Linked DNA regions of Danio rerio: region 2 is linked to region 1. Evidence: chromatin contacts called from public Hi-C data. All regions are on one chromosome and are shown on one strand. Each heading gives the region's core, a stretch centred on a gene start, on an enhancer-like site or on the middle of the called end of the contact. The rest is flanking DNA. Distances are from core to core; before and after follow the strand shown. Region 1 holds the start of sc5d (sterol-C5-desaturase). Region 2 overlaps arhgap32b (Rho GTPase activating protein 32b).

The links. A called contact is a pair of places that touch in the nucleus more often than the background predicts.
Region 2: a Hi-C map of embryo shows a contact between it and region 1, with 1.8 times the contacts expected there. The contact joins the enhancer-like site here to the promoter of sc5d in region 1. A contact is called at or near these places in 4 of 18 Hi-C or Micro-C datasets (caudal fin, embryo and hematopoietic stem cells) and 1 of 4 datasets of contacts at active chromatin or transcription factors (caudal fin).

Annotation. Positions count from the first base shown.
Region 1 is chr21:25,977,637-25,985,385 of GRCz12tu, forward strand. It overlaps sc5d (sterol-C5-desaturase), which reads right to left and starts at 5,063. Exons shown (of 5, transcript NM_001004630.1): 1 at 5,020-5,063; 2 at 3,894-4,111; 3 at 3,677-3,809; 4 at 3,271-3,371; 5 at 1,235-1,960. The coding sequence starts at 4,103. The coding sequence ends at 1,502. anapc13 (anaphase promoting complex subunit 13) reads left to right here and starts at 5,862. Exons shown (of 3, transcript NM_001302786.1): 1 at 5,862-5,917; 2 at 6,033-6,137; 3 at 6,396-6,683. The coding sequence starts at 6,039. The coding sequence ends at 6,521.
Region 2 is chr21:26,047,842-26,055,590 of GRCz12tu, forward strand. The region is part of intron 5 of arhgap32b (Rho GTPase activating protein 32b); the gene reads right to left. Among named protein-coding and RNA genes, the nearest start is that of anapc13, 68 kb to the left of the region's middle. Within about 2 kb of position 4,505, at least 11 of the 62 cell types and tissues checked have an H3K27ac peak or open chromatin away from gene starts, as enhancers often do.

The sequences.
Region 1 (7,749 bases), core at 3,813-6,312:
TGTACTGTGGGGGAAACCCACGTGAATACACGAGGAGAACATACAAACTCCACACAGAAATGCCAACTGACCCAGCCAGGACTTGAATCAGCGACCTTCTTACTGTGAGGCGACCACTGAGCCACCCTTTGAGAATTATAGTAAGCCATTTTGTTGGAAATAATGTTCAGGAGGCTCTTTTTATTAAGTTTTATTGAAACTGTTATGCTGTATATGTATATTTGATCATTTCTTAAATGGGTGTATTGATTCAGAAACAGACATATGCAAAAAAGTGCATATCACCTCCCATACAAATGTGAAAATTGCAAAGGTTTTTGCGATTGTGCACATTAGGGCTGTGCGATTTGGGGAAAAAATCTTACTGCTATTTTTTTTTTTACAGATATTGCGATTTCTATTTAATTTGTATTTTGTAGTCAAGCTTCAGCTCAATATTCTGTATCATAGCTTTTTACTGCTAAAATGCAGTGAGTGTTCATTAAAAAAAGAAACAGAAAAGTTATTAACTAACTCCAACTTTTTTAATCAAAATAATTTTTTTCAATATTTAGAAATTAATTTGTATAAATTTTTAGTAGCGAGTTATGGCATTAGTTATCTCCTGGTGTAACATTCACAAGCAACTCTGAAATTGTACTTTTGCTGTTTTTGCTTGCTACTAAATTGAGTGCCACTTGTAATACTTTCAGGTGACATATGGCCATTTGTGGTGTTTTTGTAGAGGCTGGTTGTTGTATTTCCTTGTGCCACGGCAAAAATTCTACAACAGCTCTTACAAATGACCTGTTTTGGTAATTGAAACAAAATATTCCCATATTACAGACGTCTTTGATATTAAATTATCTGTCAATGCTTCTGAAGTGGCAGACACTATCATCCCACTTGTCCGAGCTTTCCCATTTGATAGATTTTTTTTTATTTTTATTGTGGGCGTTCTGCATAGTTCGCTTGCGCAATTCTGATTGGGCAGAATCAAAGTGTGCTCACTCAATTAACTAGTAGGACTGTCACACACAGACGGCAGTCATGCATTTGCTCTGGATAGGGGAAATTAAATAATACATATATATTTCATGTCTCATCCTCTTGTGATTTAACTTGTGATTGCAATTCGATTTAAATTACTCACACAGCCCTAGTGCACATCCAAGTGGTCTCAGATTTCAACCTTAAAAAAAATCGAATCAAACGAATTTTAAAGAGCATCAGTCCATGTTTTTTTTATTTTTTCTAATTAAATTTTATTATTGGAGTGGATTTTAGTGTACGCACCCCACATCGTTTATGCGCAGTTAGTGTATTAGAGTGTAAGACCTTAATGTATTATCATCAGGAGAAACTGGTATTCATTTTCTGCTAAAAATAATTGTTATTGTTCTACTGAGGAGTTAAAGACACCCGCATCGTTGATGGCCTTAGAGTGAATAAACAAGCAAATCTCCATTTTTGGGTGAATTATCCCTTTAAGATCAAAAGTCCTACCTTGAAACCTGCCTACCTACTCTTTCTTGACGTGAATACCATTTTTTTGATTATTGTTAGTGTGGCCCTTTGAGCTGTTTGTGATCAGTTTCCCTTCTGCCATCAGTTTTTTAATTTGGTCGTGTGGCCCTTTGCCCATCAAGGCTGAAGGGTAGCGGTAGGATCCTCCAATACGGTCCCACAGGGTGAAGTACTGGCCGTAGTTGTAGTCAAAGAAGAGGTGGTGGTCAGTGTGGTGAGCGGAGCCATTGATGATCTCCTCCATCATGTTGGGTACACGATAGTCCCCATCGTGGATGGAGATGGTCCATATGTTGACAAACACGTACAGGATTAAGTACAGAACCTTGTGCAGAGGGAAGAAGAAGGGGTAGATGTGGTACGGCAGGCCTTGAAGAAATCCGTCCACAGGGTGGAAAGCATGGCTGGCGAATGGTGTGGGAATCTTCCAAACGTGATGTGGTTTGTGGAAATACTGGAAAGAAAAACAAACATGTTAAACTAAATATTATTATATTAAATATATATATATATATATATATATATATATATATATATATATATATATATATATATATATATATATATATATATAAACTTTATTATATACTACTTTTAGATATAATTTAAATGATATTTTATCTATTGAAATATTGAAGAACAGCTTTTACACAGTACAGAGCGAAGAAGAATTTTATTGGTAAATGAAAGCATTTCTGCTTGTTAAATCATGAAGTCTTGAATACTGTTTCCTGATCCAAACCACTGCACATTTAAATTGAGAAAGTATTCTTTTATGATGATCACTTTTTAGTCATATCACACATCAAAGTGAATTTTCCATTAAATTATGGTGAACACAACAGTCTTGCTGCATTACAGATACCAATATTTGAACAATTTATAAAAAGTGTATCACTTTCTGGCCAACAGATAGTAGCCATGGATCTATATATATTGGGATTGGGATTTTCAAAAGTATTACAGTGCTTTGTAAACGTTTATTATTACCATTTGTTGAGTCTCCCCATACAGTTTGATAGAGCACTCGGACCCTGAAGCCGCTATGTGTGACGTCACACTTAACACGCAGATTGTATTTTGAGTCAGGCAAGTTGAAGACTTTTATTACTGTATGTACGTATTGTATGGATGCTAAATTTGTATAAAAAAATAAATTATTTTATTATATATAGAAAACACACAATTTTACCAAATTAATCAAGTGAATACTAGTGAATTCAAAAGCATTCACTACTTGGGTTTGAACTTAAATTGTTATATTAAGTTGAGGTATTAAAATGACTAAACCTAACACTCAACTTATAAAATGCCAGGAGCACTAAAATAACTAAATTGAAGAATGATTCATTTAAAAGTATAATGCAAAAAATATTTTTATAGTAGCAAATAAGTAACAATAAAGAACTGCAGTTTTAAAATAAAACATTACAAAATTTACTACAATAAAATAATTTATATATTATAGTTTATTTTAGTCTTTTCTTTTAATATGTACTCATTGTGTAAGAAGTTTCTTTTTGTTTTATTATTCATGCAATTTAATTTTTTTTTTTTTAGATTTTAGCACTGTTCAAAGATTCCTATGCACCTTTAATTTATGTGCTTGCACAAATTTCAGATAAATGGTTGGTCTAAAGGTTTAAAACTTCAAATTATATTGCATTCATTCTGTAAACATTTTGAAAAAGCATGTCAGGAATAATGCAGGCATTGTCTTTACTTATATTTGAACTGCACTGCATTGACATAAATAACACATACCTTATATATCAACTTGTGGTGAAGGAACCTGTGAATCCAGTAAATGCACATGTCAGTGAAAAACAGGAAAGAGACCATGCTGAAAATCAGCCCTGACCAACCTGGAACAAAAAAAAAGCACAAATAGGATGAGATTGGTGTGCCCACAGTAACACATTTATCCAGAGCACATCTGATAGACTGGCATTTTCTAATATTAGGCATTTCACATTCAATCATTTTTAATGCGTCCAGTTTTGTTTTAATATTAAAGTTATTGGTTTCTAGACAGCTTTCTCTTTATAAAAGAACCAAACATGTAAAATAATAACTATGACTTCCTTTATAAAGCAAGCGGTTCCTTCAAGTTATCCTTTCTAAGCACAAACTTTGATAAGTGTTCATGAACACAGTCCTAATCTCTTACCAAGAGGAGAATCATCGACTCTGTCATAGAGCTTGCTGTATCCTCTGACCTCTGCGAAGAACAGTGCTACTGTGGGTATGCTGATCCAGGGCAGAGACCACAAAGCATACTTTATTTCACGTTGCACCTGATTCTGTTAATAAAAACAACAATATAAATAATATATTATATAATATAATCACTTTACTCCTGATTCTAAACTATACTGCTAACAAACCTCCAAAAATTGAGGGTGGTCTTTTAATTTGTGGTCGAAAACAAAAAAGTAGCTCAAAGCACCCAGGCCCAGGTATAAAATTGCAGCACCCAGGTTGGTGACCACCATCAGACCGATGATTTGGCGCAGAGGATTGTCTTCTGGCCATGATGATGGATATACATATGGAGTAAAGAAGTAATGATCTGCAACGTTCAGCACAAGGTCCATCTTTCACCCTAAGAGGACAGATAGAACAGAAGTATTACTGAGGCAGGACACGGCAGGTGAATGAATAGAGTTAAAAAAAAGCAGCCAGTAATAATTATCACCATACTTTTCCACTTGACTGATTAAGGTATGAATAAAAAATATTTGTAATTAAATATGCATACACTTCTATTACAAAAATATGAACATTAAAAGAAGAGAGCTTCAAAAGATGTTACATTTTTTACATATTTTTACGGAGGGATTTGAAGATCTCTTTTTATCGCTCCATATTTCAGAAAACACTGCAAAATGCCATAAAATACTTTTTACGTTTTTTGTACAATAAAATGTTTGGAATCTGGTAAATTATCTGGTAATCTGCTTAACCTGTCACTCTTTAAAACTTCTTTAGAGTACAGACAGAACTGTAAAGGTCTATATATTATAAGTGCTGCTGAAGTGGAGATATTTAGCTGAATACAAGAAAAAAATCCCTTTGAGAAAAGTCTTTACAAATATGTATTGAAGATTAAATTTACAGGCACAAATAAATAAAGTGTGACAAAGGACAAACGGCAAAAATATTTTGGATGTTTTCTTTAACTGTTAACTGAACAAATAACACTGCATGACAAAATACAAAAAAGTCTCAAAACTGACATGTGGATAAAATAATGTCTTGACATAAAATGTGAGTGAAGAGAAAATCATGTGAACAGTACTGTAATAATCTAAGCAAAATACTGGTAAAGAAAAACACGGAGAATACTAACTTAGGTACATGCAATTGCACCTTCCCCAGCATTGTAAACTGTAACTTTGTACTTTTAAGACAATATAAACAAAAGAGGATCAAGAAAGAATGCACAGCCTGTGATTTCTGATTACAAATAGTCAAAGCTAATACTGTAATTGCAGGTAACAGTCAGCTTACCTGTAAAGGTGCTTTTGAAGACACAACAGCGAGGAAAAACAGCTGAAGTAAAAACCCTCTGACCCTCTGTTGTCACTGCAGTAGCACAGTCGAATGCAGCCAATAGCGGCTCACTTCCTTACAGCGCGAGCTCGATTGCTCACAGCTCATTGGTCAGATTCGAGATCTGGTCATGGCGTTAGTTGAGCGGTTAGTACATCTACCCTTCGTGTATCGGTTGTTTCGAACAGCTCGACTCAACCGCTTGTAACGATTCGGCGATTTTTTGACGTCTTGACGTAATTGTCGTTTTTACTTGCCCGACCTCCGCGCATGGCTTTTACATGCATTCTGTATACTGAAGAAAAATACTTGTAAATATGTTTTACACATTTACAAAACGGTGATATTGTTTGAATGTATAGCATGTATAACGTTACATGTCTTTACAATGGTTACAATATATGTGTATTAGTATATTTATTAGTATACTATATATTAGTATATTTATGTGTGTATATATATATACACACACACACACACATTATAAAGTGCATCGATTTTCATCTGCTCAAATATATATTTCAAATATGCATTTAAAGTACACAAATCTGTAATTAATAAGCATCTTTTGACTGAAAACATATAAACGATTCTCTCGTTTATACGTTAGTGAACATATTTCCAAAAAAAGAAAAAAATTATATTTACAAATTATTAATAAAAACGTGCATTGTCATTGCTTTGCCATATTTAATGCGACTATGTTTAATGCGAAAAATAGCTGACAACATAGAAATATAATAAGTATACAGTTGTCCAGATATTTATATGCCAGAAAAGGTCTGATGCATAGGATATGTCGTCATCAGAAAGCGACATAACAACAAACGGCAGCGCTGGGAACTAGACTACACAGGTTTGTATGAACTTACACAGATGATTTTGGAGCTTTCGTAATAACAAACATAACATAACTTACTGTACAGCGTTTCTGCGTCGTTTGATCTGTCGACTGTGTGTTGCCGTGTAAGCGAATCATGGACAGTGAAGTGCAGAGAGACGGACGAGTTCTTGATCTAACAGATGATGCCTGGAGAGAGGACAGACTGCCATACGAGGATGTGACGATCCCACTGGTAAGAAATAGTATAAATGTAGAGTTTTGATGTGTGCAGTTCGATTTGCGCACGCCCAAGGTAAAATGAACATAAATGAAAGGCAGTGTACAGTGAGATAACGTTATGCACATCAAATACAGTTTTAAAAATAGTTTGTCATCATTTACGTTACATTTCCACACAAGAATCCCTAAACTATTTGAGCATATCTTTAACGTTACTGTGTTTAAATTGCGTAGAAGCCCATTGGACAATTTTGTTTTTTTCTCCTGACAGAGTGAACTTCCTGAAGCTGAGCAGGACAATGGTGGGTCGACAGAGTCCGTCAAAGAGCAAGAGATGAAGTGGTCAGATCTCGCCCTGCAGAGTTTGCATGAAAACACCCCAAATGTCGGCACTTAGATCAGAAGCTTCTCTTATCCTCTCTGACTGATTCTTCACCGTGTGTTTGTCTGCAATTTGGGTCCCGGATCCAAGATTTATAAAATAACTGACTCATGTATTATTGTATTGGTGTTTCATCGTTTTGATATAAATTATTTAATAAAATGATACACATTTTAAGTGCAGTATCAGTTAGTTTGTGTGCTAGTTGATAAAATTATCGTTGACATAGGGTTTCATATGAGCTAAATTACACAAGACTTCTTCACAAGTTGGCTTCCGTGTTGTAGTTCTAAAGCTGAGGGTCAGTAAAACCTTGTTTGAAGTATAATTTTATTTGGATGTTATAAATAGATTAAACGTGATATTAATTAGACCTATAATGTTACAAAATATTTCATTTAAACTTTTTAGTGGAATTCTGAGAAGAAAATATTATATATATATATAATTTCTAGTGCAACTGTGCTACCCAGTAGAACAAAACAGACCATAAGTGTCATTTTATTTTGTATATATTGAGATTTATACATCACGGGAAAGCTGAATAATTAAGCCTTCTGTTCATGTATAGTTTGTTTGGACAGTACAAAATACTGATATGCAACTATTGAAAATACCAAATCTGACGGTTAAAAAAAAATCTAAATACTGAGAGAGAAACGCCTTTAAATTTGTTTAAATAAAGTGCTTAGCAATGAACATTAGTAATCAAAAAATGTGGTTAGATGTATTTAGAGTATGCGTATCATAAAGTATCTTTACAGAATGTTGTTGCATACTATCCTAAAGATTTAGACATAAAAGAAAAATCAATAATTTTGAGGCACACAATGGTATTTTGGCAACTGAAAATAATCAAATACATCCAAAAACCTAAAACTGCAGTTGTATTAGAAATGCTGGCTTATTGAATACAGTTATGAACACAGTTGTGCTAGTTAATTGGGATTTTACTACACTAAAATGCAAGAAAAGGGATTCATTACTGGAAATAAAAAATCAGAAAGCATGAAATAGCTAATAATTAAATGCCATAAAGAATGGAATAAGTGACTCGTTTATTATTTTTTTTTCAGGCTAAGTTTTATTTTATGTTCAGAGGTGACACTGAAATTCTCCATTTGTTATCACAAATATATTTGAGCCATGGCTAAATGTGAACATACTATCAGTCATAGTCAACATATACTGTATGATAATACTTTCCTGGTATTACAGAAAGATGTTCAGCTAGGTGGCTCCT
Region 2 (7,749 bases), core at 3,255-5,754, 70 kb after region 1:
AATAAACAGCTGATTGGTCCAAAATCAGGAAGAGAATCCAAGCGTTCATTGTCTGTGGTGGGAATAAAAAAAAACAAGGAGAGAGTGTGTAAGAAAGAGAACAAAGGGGCAAAGGAAAGGAAAGAGAAAGTGTCTTTGTTTTAGTATTCCGTTCATTCAAAAGCCCTTTAGTGGCAAACACAACTACCACCCACTCCTTATTAAACTAGCTGATTTGATAAAGAGTGTCGTGCTCTGGACTTGCGGTTGCACTACGTGACTCCACTTCAGATTTACATGGAGGGCATGTTCAAGTGCCTGTGTCAATGTGATGGCTGAACAGTGACAGGAGCCATACTGGCCCATTTGACCTGTGGGTTAAAGGCTTGCTCTCTCTCTGCTCCAGGCTGCCTAATAGCTCAGGAATAAATGTGTCATGTGGGCCAGCTGAGGGGTAAGAGCATTTGACTTTCTCCACAGGCAATATAAACAACTAAAATATTTGAAGATGGATTGCTAGAGACACAGAGGGTACATAATAATAGGCTGTGGAATGGATGGTAACTCAAATAGCTTGAGATGGGGTTGAGACCACATATTTGAAAAGTACAACATGATTGATGGATCCTGGTGATAACATTTAAAATGAAAGAAAAGTTTTTTTTTATTATTAGCTGGTTGGTTTTACATGCCATGTGTGAAGTTTTTTATCTGGTTGATCCACTGGTTTACCAGCCAGGTGTGCATTTCTGCAAGTTGTGGTATTACAAACATAGTTTGTTGATTTGGTGTTTCCTTAATCCATAGTTTCAACGAACATTTGCAAACTGTGTCGCAAACTTGTACGCTTGCAACTACACCTCTTAAGCTGTAGTTAGAAGCATAGTTCCTGGTTGTGTTCAATTTCCAGTTATCGCCCTATGCCCTATTCATTTAGAACTTTCCGAGATTTAAATTTGGAATGATTAAAAAAAAACAATAAAGTCATCTCTCTTAGGTGTAATTTGGTTTCAAACTATTTGTACAGGTCAGTGTTGGCGATCTTTATGCTTAGAATTGCGCTCCGTCACAGCCCACTTTGAAAACATTTATGCCATTTTGAACGCAGCCGTGGCTCATGATGAAAGCCATAGGTGACCTATTATTTAAAAACAGAATTTACTTTACGTCTCCAAACCTTGTAAAAACAAATATACAGCATACGTTAATGGTTTTAATTTATAGTTGGTTATTGATTAAGAAATGTATCTGTACTGTAGGCCTATGACATGGGTCTGTTGGTTAGAACATTTCTGCAGTGACTTGAATGTGTAAAATTGTAATAAATAAACAAGATCCTACTTAATATTAATAAAATAATAATAATTATTATTATTATTATTAAGTAGGATTTTTTCATTTCTTAATAAATAGCCGACAGTAAATTACAGCCATTAACAATTTGTATGATTTAAATATGGGATTAGAATACGTGTTACAAAGTGATTTTATGTTTTAGATAGAATATGGCATATTCTCAATGATATTTGTAACCTATAGGAAACAAAAGCCCTATATGTGCGGATTACATATATTTTACTTAATATGGAAAACGAGTGCATGTTTTTAATCAAGACTTTTTTGAACTTTTTTTAAATGCATGTGTGTGTAAAACAATATAATTTGCACAAATAATTATGGGGTTTTTCTCTAAAGTAGTTACTCCCACCCGTTTAAAGCGTCATTATGAACATTTTACATTATAACTAATGTGGTTCAAACAATGGATGGGTGACAAAGCAGCTATGGTTTTGGGAAACACTCATCATTACATCAGTCTTTTCCCAAAAAGAACATTGTTTGGGAAACACACCCCCAAGTTGGACTTTTAAGACCATCTTGGTTTCTAACTGACAGACTTGCACAGTTTGGACAGTTAACCTAATTAGTATGACCAGGTTTCTTTCAGGATAGAGTGGTTTTAACCCTAAAAAGCAGAAATCCACAATATTCAAATTATGACTGATAATTACTAAAAATAGGCTATATGAATATATTTTTCAGCCAATGATGAACTATGTGAATATTTTTGATTTCATAAGGTTCCTTTTACAGCATTAATGTTGTAATGCAATTCAAATATAATCGGTTAAATAGACTTAAGTATCCATTTGGTTGTTAAAGCGTAAAAAGAGACAAAAGACTGTTTAAACACAGGCACCGTCAATAGCAGGCTAGAGTAACAACTCCATTGAAAATACTGATGTAAAATTAATTTCCATATTTTAAAGACATGGTGCACAAAAATAGTATTTAATGCAGTGCTTCTTGTTTGGTCTGATACCCACTTTATATCGCATCTTAGCCAGGTAGTGATAAATGCAGTTTTTTATAAAAATCAGATCTTTAAAAAAGCAATTTTGTATGGGATGACAATTTACCGGAAGCCCTGAGGCTGGCTGACAGAAACTTAAAGTCTGTGTGCACATACCCCATTTAATGATAACAGATTTACTAACATATTAAAATTTTTGCATAGATAAAATGTTTTGCATTAATAAATAAAAAGCTAAAATAAATATTTTACAATGCTGGCTATATCAGCATCACAGCATCAAAATCAGTTATGTGCTCAAATAATATTTCTGGGCCAAAAACCAAAATCACTTTTTTTAAATAATACTTTTAAAGTGTGATCTATGGATAACTGTATTAAAATGATAACTTTTGCTTTCTCAGCAAAATAAGGGATTGAATTTAAATTAGACATTGAATGACTTTATTGTAGTAAATCTTAACTATTGTATTGACGGTGTTATTTCCACATCCCTACAAGCTTATATATTTTAGTAACGTCAACATATATATTTTACAAACAGCAAAAAAAAAATTCAATAAATTGGTATATGTGTGCCGATTTGTCAGAATGTCTTAAAGACAACCAAAAAGATATTCATTCTTTTAATTCATAATAAAACAAAATATAAGTTTCCTTACTGTTGAATTAAAGAAAGCTTATTATATATTTATAGTTATTATACGGCAGACATGCTTCACATGATGAGCAACACTTTGTCAACAAAACAGATTTTATAAATTTTAAAATGCAGATTTTATAATCTGAATCAAATGAAATTGAGAATTAGTCAGTGTTTCCCACACATAGACTTTAATTGGGAAGGCCATCCAGGTATATTAACGGCTGCCGAAATATATTTGGTGGTGACACATGAATAATACAGTTATAATCATCTTTTTTTTTTTTTGTATTTGCACAAAAAAGCCAAACAATTGCTAATGATTAACCAGTGGAAAAATGTTCTCTCACTCTGCACGTTTCCTACTGCTGGTTCTGTGTGCGAGAACCACCAACACTCACACTGACTGCGTGCGCACAGACGCGAGAGAAACATTAAATGATTAATCAATTAATAAATAACTAAACTTTACTATATACTCGGAAAGAACAACACACTGGCTGCAAAATATTTGTACACAATTAGAAATGGCTAATCAACTAATTTACCTTATTTAAATAATAATTTTTTTTTATTTATTTCTCATTTGCTGTATATTTTATTAATTTATCCTAGTATATTGCATAGTTTCTACATATCTAAAATGCTTTGGCAATACTGTACCATATGTCATGTCAATAAAGCAACTTTAGTGAAAGAGAGCAGCCTTTACCTGTCAGTGGGTGCACATGGCTCCTAAGTAGCATACAAGTAAGAGCCATAGTGAATTTCTCAAAAGCCTTTTTTATTAACTATAACCCATTGAAAGAAAAGGTGTATAAAATGTCAAAATAAATCAAAATATAGTTGTTTTGTTTGTTGCATGTAGTTTTTTTTATGTATAATATGTATAATTTATGTGTGTTTCAATCCGGTTACCACAGTGGGTATATTTAATACCTGTGAAATGCACTGATAGCCATGCACAAATGCATACCCATTACCCTTATATAAACAACATCAGATGATGGGCAATATAGATAATAATGCAGTCCCAGCTATAAGAAATCCAACAATGTCATGCTGCACGTACCTGTAAAATACTTTAATATTCTAAATCAGGAGCCAGTGAAACCAATTTGGGACAAGCAAGCTCACATTATAAAGGGCAGCATGATAGACCGTGCCGAATGCTGGGCATTGAGCACATTTCCTGGCACAGGCTGACCCAACGAAAGCTCTAGGTCGAGGGGTCATATATCCACAAAGTATACCGAGTAGCTATATGAGCCTGGAGCAGAAAATGGGGGAAGGGACATTGGCACACTAAAAACACGGCCACTGCCCGCGCACGTTGACCAGCAGGGAGGGGTGCTTTTGGAAACTATTCTCTCAAAACATTAGCAGTACATACACGTGTTGTCTATACACAGATTTCAGAGCTGTGCTTTTTCAGCAGCCGTTGAACTTAAGACATATCTGTAATTAAACCCAAGTGGTGCTTTTGTCTGGCTTTGGTAAGTGGACGGTGCCAGTTACCACACGGCTGTGGCACAGAGCTGAGCAACAGTCATGAAAGGCTTCAGCAGACAAGCCCTCCATTGTGTGCAAGCATGAACCAACAGACAATTGGCCACCGTATCCAACAACACAATTAAGACGTCAAAAGCAAAGTCACCTCCGGAGGTTCAAACCACAATAGTTAAATGTCATGCAACACAAGTCGTGCAGGAAACAACACAGATACAGTACACACACGAACACAAAGGAAATTTAGGAAAATCTAAACCACATATTGCTAAAAGCAATGTCACATGACCAATTTACAACAGTGCAACAGAAATGAAATCAATGAATGACACTACAGGCAAAAAGTGTCAAAGCCACGTGAGCAATTATTGCTCAATGTAAGCACTGTGGAAAATGAAGCTTCAGCGGTACAGCTAAACAGGCCACCACATCAAAAATAGTACAAACTGAAAAATTAAGAGACTTCACTGAGATAAAAAAATAATAATCTGACCAACGCTGATAAAAACTAGAAATTTTATAACCTGAATAGATGTACACAGTAGGGCTGCACAATATTGAAAAAAATGGAACATTGCAATATCTTGCTTTTCTGCACCATATATTGCGATAAGAATCCAATTTCACCAGATGACTTGACTGTCTCCATTTAGAAAGAATTAACAATATTAGGTTAGATTAGGATTGGATGGATAAAAACATACATAAATACAATAAAGGAAAAGTTACAACTGATATAAACAGCGTTTTATTTTTTTCCACAGTATACAGCAATTGAATAATCAAATGTAAAATAACGCCCTATAGTTTTCGTTGTGTAAATAATTTAAACTTTCCATCGATATTAAAGTTACACGCAGTACAATTTATTATACCTGAATGCTAAAATAAAATCCTCATACAGACAAAGACCTCAAAAACACGTGGAAATGATCAATTATAATCCAGACTCAACATTGCGTTTACTTGCAAGGTGACTGTTGTGAATGATCACATTACGGTATTGATGTTAAAATGATATATTGTGCAGCCCTAGTTAGGGCTTGGCATAAAATCTGTATTGATATTTATTGGCCGAACACCATTGCCAAGTTTTGTCGATATTTTGACTATAATATTTTTGTTTTTGACTATTAAAACTATTTGCCTTAGTAAATATATTTAGATTTTTGTCTATAATATTTCTGTTTTTGACTATTAAAACTATTTGCCTTAGTAAATATATTTTCTGTTTTTGACTATTAAAACTATTTGCCTTAGTAAATATATTTTGTTTTTGACTTTAATATTTTTGCTTTTGACTATTAAAACTTGTCTTAGTAAATATATTACAATTTTTGACTACAATATTTTTTTTCTTGACTATTAAAACCATTTGCCTTAGTAAATATATTTTTGTTTTTGACTATTTAAACTATTTGCCTTAGTAATGTTGGTAAATTATAATAAAGTTGTTAAATAAATAAACAAAAATCCTAATATTCGTCAATGGATTGTTAAAAAAATATTCAATAATTATTTATATCGAATGATATGAACCATGATATCGTGATATTTTATTTATTTATTTATTTTGCAATATCGTCCAGCCCTAGCACACTGTGTTCCTTTTGATTTATTAAACAATAATTTGTTGTATCAGTGACATTCCACCATACAGATAATTCCATTTTATGACAAAATTGTAAATGGTGACTGGAAATTGCAATTATATTAGAAAATGTCACTTTTTTTAGAACATTCTTGACCAAATAAATCCAGCCTAGGTGAGATTTTAACATCACCACATACAAACAAATAATAAATTGTGCATTCTTAAGATAAAATTAAGTCCACAGTAATGCATTCAGCAAAAATTTTGTGTTTTTCTGTAGTCATTTCTAAAAGCAGAGGAAACCCAGTCATTTTTGCTGCTCTTTTGGGAGTATCAGTTAGTGATCTGCCTGTAATTACAAACCATTCATAAATCACCAGCGCAAGGATGACAAGCAGGGCTCTGGTAGGAACACAGCAAACATGGCTGATGTATCCGTTCTAGCAGCTGTCGTGCAACCACAAGCTCGCTCGTTCAAGGCAGTAAAGGACTTTTCCGGATTTAGTTGTGTTTTGTGCATAAACCATGATTATGCAGCAGTGTAAAGAGAATTATTGATGTTCTTCATTGTCGCCATGGTACCATGCTGCACGGGTGGGGAAAAAAAGAAGCTGCTGCCCTCTACTGGACGCCATTGTGAGCTACAACCTGCTGCGCATCTACATAACGCTTTATACAATCATCTATAAACAGTAACACTGAAATGTCAACGCTCCACTGCGTGAATGTGAAATAGCTGTCTCATATTTCGGCTTTCCCAGGGCAATTCCTTCCAAAAGCAGGATTACTATTCACCGTGCAGGCCTCCTGAAGAAACCACTGCTTCATTCCCTCCCAATTGTCTGGCCCTCGACACCATGCCAATCTATTTTCTCATTCTCTGAGCGCTCCATTATACCCTTAATCCCAAACACAGAGGCACAGGGATCTCCGACACTGTCGCACCACCCCACCTCCTGTCCCAACACAACAAGGCGCTATTCAGCATTCCCACCAATCCTTTTAGGCTTTCACAGAGCCTTGATACAGTTTATAATGAGAAATGTAAAATATGTGAAAGGGAACAGCAATTCTGAAAGGCACTGTGAAGAAGCTGAATCTATTCATCTAGTCTGAAGTGCAGATAAGTAAAGTTTTCTTTCCTTCTTCAAACGATAAATATCACCAGCAGGAACTGGTACTCTCGGCATTACATACAAAAGCATCAATGCATCGGGTTTCTTTCTTTTTTTTTATGTCTAACATCATGAGCATCATGTCTTCAGATGAAGTCAAGTCAAAAATAGTGCTTTTATTTCTGGTTCTGTGTGCAGTGTTTTTTAAGGTTTGAATGTGTGTTCTGTGAATGCTTTCTAATCTTGTTCAGAGTCTGGAGTTCTATTACTGCCTCAGACTGAAAGTACAGTGATGACCTAAGCTGTCAAGCTCCTCTAAGTCAGTGGTTCCCACCCTTTTTCTCAAGGGACACTAGTCATATGGTTCATGAGTCATTTATTATACAACAAGTCATATGCTTCATAACACAAACATCCCTTTCTGCAAACTGATGGTGATAGGTTAGACATGTTTCCTGTACATTTTTGGAGAAAATATTAGTAGTTAGATTAGTTTAAAAAACTTAGATAAGTTTGAAATGACATCTCAGTTTGTCCTTATGGAGAAACCCGGCACAATACTCAATATAATTTTCAGTATGACTTTCACAGTTCA